3 separate regions of the Sus scrofa genome follow, and regions 2 and 3 are each linked to region 1. The links are chromatin contacts, called in public Hi-C maps. All regions are on one chromosome and are shown on one strand. The core of a region is the stretch at or near the end of the contact, and the rest is flanking DNA. Distances in the headings are between cores, read along the strand shown. Region 1 holds the start of NUCKS1 (nuclear casein kinase and cyclin dependent kinase substrate 1). Region 2 has its middle 28 kb from the start of SLC45A3. Region 3 holds the start of SLC41A1 (solute carrier family 41 member 1).

The links. A called contact is a pair of places that touch in the nucleus more often than the background predicts.
Region 2: a contact with region 1 is called in a Hi-C map of liver, with 1.9 times the contacts expected there. The contact joins the enhancer-like site here to the promoter of NUCKS1 in region 1. A contact is called at or near these places in 1 of 5 promoter capture datasets (liver), 5 of 47 Hi-C or Micro-C datasets (blood, epiblast stem cells, fetal skeletal muscle and 1 more) and 1 of 2 datasets of contacts at active chromatin or transcription factors (alveolar macrophages).
Region 3: a contact with region 1 is called in a Hi-C map of skeletal muscle, with 5 times the contacts expected there. The contact joins the promoter of SLC41A1 here to the promoter of NUCKS1 in region 1. A contact is called at or near these places in 5 of 47 Hi-C or Micro-C datasets (embryonic fibroblasts, fetal liver, heart right ventricle and 2 more) and 2 of 2 datasets of contacts at active chromatin or transcription factors (alveolar macrophages and skeletal muscle).

Annotation. Positions count from the first base shown.
Region 1 is chr9:66,434,048-66,436,747 of Sscrofa11.1, forward strand. NUCKS1 (nuclear casein kinase and cyclin dependent kinase substrate 1) reads right to left here and starts at 1,443. Exons shown (of 7, transcript NM_001244237.1): 1 at 1,246-1,443. The coding sequence starts at 1,262.
Region 2 is chr9:66,392,696-66,395,431 of Sscrofa11.1, forward strand. No RefSeq gene overlaps it. Among named protein-coding and RNA genes, the nearest start is that of SLC45A3, 28 kb to the left of the region's middle. Within about 2 kb of position 1,281, at least 18 of the 83 cell types and tissues checked have an H3K27ac peak or open chromatin away from gene starts, as enhancers often do. A contact at or near this core is called in alveolar macrophages and liver, where this site is marked.
Region 3 is chr9:66,495,686-66,498,420 of Sscrofa11.1, forward strand. SLC41A1 (solute carrier family 41 member 1) reads right to left here and starts at 1,358. Exons shown (of 10, transcript NM_001243667.1): 1 at 830-1,358. The coding sequence starts at 1,204.

The DNA.
Region 1 (2,700 bases), core at 193-2,692:
GTTAAAACATTAAAAAACTAACCCTTTACCTATTTATCCAGAAAACGCTATGCGAAGTAGCCAATATCTCACGCTGAAAGCATCAAGCATATTACATTAAAAAAAAAAAAAACATTTATTTGCAACAGGCCTCAACAGATTGGACTAAGCCACACCCCTCCATAAATGGCACATTCCATACAACAGCCAGGAGTAGACGGCAAAGGGCGATTCCACCGTCCGCTGGGGGAACAACAAACTTGTTGAAATTCTCAGAATAAAGTCTAACGATTAACCGAAATCTAGCCCCTTTATCATTAAAGTTATCCGGGATAAAGATTAGGTTACAAAAACATCCGAGACGTGTAGACTGCTAAGAGGAGAGAAAGAGGTAGCGGGAAGGAGAACCACCCGGGATTTGGGTCGAGCAGTTAACCCGCACCTCCCTGAGTAGGGGACATTTCCCCGAGGAAGGACATTCCTAGCCGGAGAGAAAAGCGAACTCGGGGTGTGGGGGAAGGGAGTTAACCCACTCAAAACTCCGACTTGGGCGAGAGGCTGCAGTCATTTTCCAGGGCCTAGTCCGGAACTCTCACTTTGGCTGGAGGGGAAAAGAACGGGTCCCGCCCACGCTCGGCCCGATCCGGGAGGCGGGGCCCTGCTGCGACCCTGGAGGACGGAGGCGGGGCCCGGCAGCAGGGTCGCCCCTCCCCCTTTGGATGGAACAACCCCCCCCTCCGCTGGAGAAAGAGGGCTGAGTTCCCCCCGCCCCACGCAAGCCGAGGGGGGAAGGGGGTAAACCACTGGAGATAGAGGGCAGTCTTCCGCCACCCCCCTCAATTATGGGGGTGGGGGCCGAGACTGAGTCCGCTAGTCCCCCACCCCCGCCGGCTCCAAGGGGCCGGCCCGGAGGAGGTGGGGCCTGGGTGGGGGCACTGACTTCACACCCCTCCCCCTCCGGCCGCTGGCGGTTCAGGGAACACCCCGCCCGCTCCAGTGCGGCGAGTGGGGGAGGCAGCAGAGCAGCCCCGAGCCCTGCAGCAGCGCGGGGCGGGGAGAAGCGCGCGCAGAAGCGCGCGGCCGCCACCCCCACGCAGACCCGCGCGCCAGCAAGGCCCCCCACGCTCAAGGGCGCGCGCGGGCCCCGAAAGGGAGGAGGCCGCGCGTGGCACAAGAGAAGGCCGACTCTAGGCTTCTGTCCCCCACTCCTTTACCACTCACCCCAACCCCCTCCAACCCGTTCCAGGCCTCGGACTCCGCACTGACCTGACAGGCCGAGACATGTTCGCTGTCGAAACAGGACCGAGTCGAGAAGCCAAAGACCAGGACCCCCCCCACCCCGCGCGCTCGGCGCCCCACCCCCCCCAACTTCGGCCGATAGGGCCGCTGCCGCCGAACCCCGAGCTGCTGGCTTCTCAAACTCCGCCGCTCCTAGGTTCAGGGCCCCTTAATCTGACGAGCCCCCCGCTCCCCCGTCTCTTCAAAATGGATGAATCAAACCAGCCGAAAATGCGCCAAAGCCGCGGTACAGCCAAACCCACTAGGGCCTGTGGGCTCCGCCCCAACAGGACCGGTCATTGGTGGCCTCTGCCAGATGCGCCGAGCTCATTAGTCCGTTTGAATCATCACGTATCTCAGGCCCCGCCCCCTCCGTGAGATCCTGTTAGTCAAGATGCTCTGAGAGCGCAAGGCCGCAAAACAAAAATGGTCGCTGCTCGGCCCGCCCCCTGGTTTCCACTCCTGCGTTGCAGATTCGTCTTGGGTCGCATCTTGGGACGACTAGGAAAAAAGATTTACGAAAGATTCAGTGTCTTTTAGTGTTAGTTTAATGATGTATCATTTCACCTGGCTTGATCATCTAGAAACTCCACTAATAGCAAAATCTGTGGGATAAGCAGCTGATTCGTCAGGAAGGTACTGCTTCTGAATTGGAGGGAAATTCCATAGGTTCAAAAATTTTGACCTTAAATCCACAAACCCCTTCTCCGTGCTTCAACATTAGCCCTCAAGACCCCAACCGCTGCTAGACCAGAGAGGCAGGCTCATAATCAAGGAATAACTTCACGACAAATTTCCATTCTCTGTTCTGCCCCTAGAGATCACTTTGAGGTCTTTAAAATCCCAGTCATGAGCATCATTTTGGGGGACCAAATGATTAGGAGCATGAGCTCTGGACCAGAAGGTGTTTCAGACTGAACCTCAGGTCCACCACTGAATAGTTGCATAACTTTACTTCTCTGGGCCTCAGTTTTCTGATGTGTAAAATGGGGAACAATAGTACTTAACTCACAGAATTATTAGGATTAAATGAGTTGACTTTAATCAGTCAACTTTAGGACAGTCTCTGGAACACAGTAAGCGCAACATAAGTATTTGTTAAATTCAATCCCTTATCCCTGGATGGTGGGGGGGAGCAGCTGGCTCAAGACACAAGTGAAATAGCTGAGGGTAACTCAGATTATTAGATTTAAATCTGTGAACATTAGTTAGATGCATAAAACTCAGAGGTGGAGCTCAGGATCCCTATATGAATGGCCAGTGTGTACCCCACCATTGTAAAATAGACTTCAATCCCTGTCACAGGGAGTCTGTTAATAACCAACTGAAGATACACTCCATAAACAAACAAACAAACCCACCACTATCACCGCCTGAAAGTTTCCCCTTGTAAAATCTGGCTTCCCTAAGGGAAGAGAATGGCAGTCCACCAAGCAAAGCATT
Region 2 (2,736 bases), core at 31-2,530, 42 kb before region 1:
TCTAGTCCCTTAAATGAAGAACCTAGAAAAAAAGGGAGAAATAAGCATTAACAAAGATTGTGATGAAATGGTTTGTGTGAACCTAAAAAGGTAACTAAATAAATATAACAAAATCATATGGAAACCTATGATCACCTTTGCTCAATTCATCTATGTATCAGTGTTCCTTTGCTTGGAGGATCGCCTACCTACATACCACTCTGTATGTCTGTGTGTGTACTTCAGAAAATAAAACTTTTGTTTTGGTTTGGTTTTGGGTTTGTTGTTGTTGTTTGCTTTTTAGGGCTGTACCAAAAGCGTATGGAAGTTCCCACGCTAGGGGTCGAATCGGAGCTATAGCTGCCAGCCTACACAACAGCCACAGCAACGCTAGATCTGAGGCTTGTCTTTGAGCTATACCACATCTCACTGCAACAATGGACCCTTGACGCATTGAGCGAGGCCAGGGATTGAACCCATGTCCTCATGGATGCTAGTCAGATTTGTTTCTGCTGAGCCATGATGGGAACTCCCTAGAAAATAAAACATTTTTAAAATTACCAAAAAAAAAAAAAAAAAGATTTTAAAGAGATTTTTAAAAAGATAAAAAGGAGGTCAGGCATGGGGTGGGGAGAGATGGGGGGCCAGTGGGTTAGTGGCCAGCCCAAGATCACCCCGAAAGCTGCTATGTGCTTCAACCCAACCAGCCACAAAGCTTCTCTTAGAACAGGTCACAAGATGAGGAAAGACAACTGTGGGCTTCAAGAAAAAAACTCATGCTTTAGTGGGTGTTACGTGCTGTTCTCAACTCTGTTGCTTAACATCTGTTGCACTTTTTATACAAATCACATGCATTTCCTGGAATAATCCAGTTTTAAATATTTCATTCTTTGGTTCCTTAAACCATAACAATAACACAAAACTGCAAATATTCTCAGAGCCAGACTATATCTGAAGACTGATTTTTTCCCAAGGAGGAGGAAGACCAAAATCTTCCTCACAGTTCCAACTGGGGGTTTGCAGTAGAGTCCCTGTAATTTTCATTGTCGATAAACATTGCTGGCTAAATGAGAGGTGAACTCTAGAAGCAACAGATGTTCTAGGACCTCCCATTTCCACGGTTGGGCGTCCTGTGGGTGTCCCCGCTTAGGCTTGGATCTCCCAGTGCGGGCATCTGCTTCTAGGTTGACTCTGAAGAAGAGTGAATGCCCATGCGCCAAACATGAGGTCTTATTGCTTCACTTGAGGGCGTGGGAAGAGAATGAGGGAAAGCAGGATGAGAGGAGGAGTGACCTGATTTGCGATGGCCCAAGATTAGCCTATTGTGCAAGGTCTAGGGCAATAGCCACTCTCTTCGACCAGGCGCCGCCTGTATCCTGTATACCTGAAGTCGCAGCTGCAGTTCCCTACAATGGAGCTTTGGAATCTAAGCTCTGCATTGTTCCAGGCTTACCAGGAAAGGCTATTTATCTTGTATTTGAGCCAAATGTGTGAGTCTCTACAGGACGGTTGGCTCCCCAACCACTTCTAGGGCTACCTGTATTAACAATATATTTGCCTCAAAAACCACGAACCCCCTAGAAACTGTTCATTCACAAAAGTAAGAAAAGGAGAAGCGAGAGGGTGGTAAATTAGGTCAGAGGCGAGGAAAAGACCAAACAGGGGAGCTTGGAGTCTGTAACTGAGCTGTGGCAAGCATTAGATATGCAGTGAGATTACTGAAAGCCCTAGATTATGTTCCAAGATCGAAACAGAATGTCAAGTCCTCCATAACTTCTTAAGACATCTAGTGTCTCAGAAAAGAGCTGTGCAACGTCATTCTTCTTGCCACCGTAGATGTGAAACCATGTTTTTTAAATGATCAGCAACTTATTCCTTTGGGTTGAATTAGAGAACGAATTTATAGTCACCAAGTGAGGATCCAGTGTATGTTACTGTCTGTAGGCACCTTCCGCGTGAAGACAAGTGTTTCACAATCTAATGATTTGGGGGTTTTTTTTGGCAGCGCCCAGGCCAGGAATGGAACCTGAGCCACAACAGTGACAACAGATCCTTAACTGCTAGGCCACCAGGGAATTCCCACAATCTGCGTTTTATTAATTATATCACTATACAGCTTGAGGTCATCGATGAAAATCAATTTTTACCATATAACCAATCATGTAGAGCTACCAAACTGGTAGTTATCCTAAAACTTTGGCCATCATTTTTCTTGTTCCAGTGACTCTCTACCTCCTTCAGAACCTTACCTAACCCATCAACCCTAATCTCGTATAGTCAGGAAAGCCCTGAATACATATATATATTTTTAAATTTTTGGGGGGGCCGCACCCGAGACGTATGGAGGTTCCCAGGCTAGGGGTCTAATCGGAGCTGTAGAGGCCAGCCTACGCCACAGCCACAGCCACATGGGATCTGAGCCGTGTCTCCAACCTACACCACAGCTCACAGCAACGCCAGATCCTTATCCACTGAGTGAGGCCAGGGATGGAACCTGCGTCTTCATGGATGTTAGTTGGGTTCATTAATTGCTGAGCCACGACGGGAGCTCCAAGACTACATATCTTGTGCCTACCCAAGGTGGAAAAAGTGTATTAAACACATTACATCAGTCACGGAAGTGGGTCTTGCACATTTAATAAAAGAGCTTGTATGCGTGTGTATGTGTGTGCCTGTCTCTCTTTTCATCAACCTAATAGTTAAAACACTACCAATAATAGTAATATATATGTAATCTTTTTCATCTACGACTTATTT
Region 3 (2,735 bases), core at 108-2,607, 62 kb after region 1:
CCGCCCCAATCATGTATCAGCCAACATGTGCCCGCCCCCATTCCCCAAGGAGATCCTGCCAAGGTTACAGGCAGACGGCAACACAAAATGCCTTTAAGAACCTTCCCACTTAATCTGAGACCCTCTTGGCAGCTGGACAAATTCCTGCCCGGCAGGAGGATGAAGGGGAGACTTGAAACCCAGCTTTCTACTCTGGGTATCCTTGAAACCCCGAAGAAAAGGGAAAAGAAAGCATAAAGAGGAGTTCTCCTTGTGGCGCTGGCTTGGCGCGTTACAAACCTGACTCGTATCCATGAGGATGTGGGTTTGATCCCTGGCCTCCCTCAGTGGGTTAAGGATCCCGTGTTGCTGTGGCTGTGCTGTAGGCCGGCAGCTGCAGCTCCGAGTCGACCCCTAGCCTAGGAACTTCCATATGCCGCGGGTGCAGCCCTAAATAAATAAATAAAATTTTAAAAAGAAAGCATAAAGAGGAGACGGATATCAATGCCTCCTATTGAGCGGGGCTCAGCAGCAGTGCCCAGGAGGGATGGCTAGCAATGACCCTGTTCCATCTCTCCTCTTCCCAACCTGAGCTCTGGAACCCATTCTGCTTCTGTTAAGCAATCCTGTCCTGACCACGTCCCCGGGGCTATTGGGCTTCCTCGAAGCTTCTGTAGAAAGTGACCAGATGAAGAAGAAATTGAGGCCATGGCCCAAAGGGAAACTGTATTCAAGGAAGCAGCAGTGGCTTCTGACAGGGGGGTGGAGGAAAAGGCCGAAGAGACAGTTTCCCAGGAGGAAAAGGTAGCTCCGGGCTCAGGGTCAAGAGCTGCCCTTACCCAGGTCCTACCTGCACGATGTCCAGCACCATGCCGGCAGCCACAGTCCCAAAGCCTGCCAGGAGGAAGGGGAACAGCACTTGCAGCCCGATGGAAAAGGAGGTCTCCTTGAGCGGGGAGGGTGGCGCAGGGCCACGGTCTGTGCTGACATCGTCACTTTCATTGCTCTGGCTCCCGTTCTCCAGCAGGGCATCCTCCTCCCGAACCCCCTTGGCGTTGGCCCGAGACTCAATCACCACCACCTCTACCCCAGCCCCGTCAGGCCCCAGGAACTCTGAGGTCCCGGCCATGGGCTCTCGCCCGGGGCCATCTGAAGAGCAGGGTGAGGCCGTAGGGCCAGTCCCGTTCAGCTGGTGGGTGTCCTTCGGCTCCGGCTTCGAGGACATGACGGGAAGGGAGGAGGAGAAGGGAGAACTTTCCTCTTTCTCTTTTTGCTTTCTCTCCCTTTCTAACTTGGGAAAGAACTTAGTCTTGGGGTGATCCCAGGCTTGGCCACCGCGGGACCTCTTCCCACGGCTCCCCGCTCCTAAGAGGCGCTGCAAAATCTGATCCACCAACAGACAGCCCCATCAAGCACCGAAGCCGCAAACGGGAGGGAAGCAAGAAAGTCCTCCCCAGACTGCAGCCGGGTCACTAGGGATGCGGATGCCTGACCCAGCCAGCCGGCGCCGTGCTTGGGGGAAACTCCTCCTGCCTCCTAACTTCTTTGGTTCTTAGCACAGGCTCCTCAGAGCAGGGGGCATCCAGAGCAGAAGAGGCCAGTCAAGTCTGGGGTGCCCTCTTAGGTGGCTCTTCTTTCATGAAAAGTAGCTTGAGTTCAGATCTTTCAAAAGGCAGCCTCGGCCCTGGGCTTCGGCTCCTTCCCCCGCCTCTCAACTGGGCTCCGTCAGCTTCCCACAGCTCCTCAGGCTCTGCGGGTCCCAAGGCAGTACCTGCCGTCTTTCTCCTTTTTCCCAGAAATGTTCTTTCTTCCTGGGAAGATCCTGCACCTTCCCAAATCCCTGGTCCTTAAAAGTCACAAGAATCTGTATGGAACACCTTATATGGGAAGAGAGAAGACAAGAGAAAAAGAGAATGTTACCATATAGCAGAGGACAGCTCCTACTGGGAGAATTCTCCCACAAGGCAGTTTGCAATCTGCTTTCCTTTTTTTCACTAAAATCATCTGTTTCTGCCCTTTGACATCTGGACGCTGGACAAGGCTTCCCAAGAGGCAACCCACTGCCCCACAGGGATCACCAGCTTGAGATGTGGTCAAGCCTGGGATTGGAAGATGCAGCACAAGAGACCTTGGCATTGCCTTCTCAGCAATGGGGGACTGGCAAAGATATCCTGGGGGAGACCTCCCCCCACTCTTTTATCTTATAGAAGCACCTGTGGCATACGGAAGTACCCAGGCTAGGGGTCAAATTGGAGCTGTAGCTCCCAGCCTACACCACAGCCACGGGAAAAGCCAGGTCCTTAACCCACTGAGTGAAGTCGAACCCACATCCTCACGGACACTATGTCGGGTTCTTAACCCGCTGAGCCGCCACGGGAACGCTGAGAGCCCTTCTTAAAGGACCATTAAGAACCCAAGATTAATGGTGTGGTGTCCCAGTGGGGTCAGTTACAAAATCGGTCACAAACTCCCTGCCACCTAGCCACCCCACTGTAGCAACTGATTTACGGTCACAAGAGAGTCACATAGGGCAAACAAGCAGGGAGAATGTGATTACTGAGTGACAATCCCCAGACCCTCCAAAGCCCCAGCCCCTGGGGGGGGGTAAAAAACAAACAAATGGGAGGACTCCCTGGGCAATGGGGCAAGCCTGCCAGACCAAGGCCAAGTGCCAGAGGCCTACCCACTCCTGCCCTTGAGAGTCAACAGTGTTACAAAAAGCTGAGACACTGACTTGGATCCAGGCCTCTGTGCCT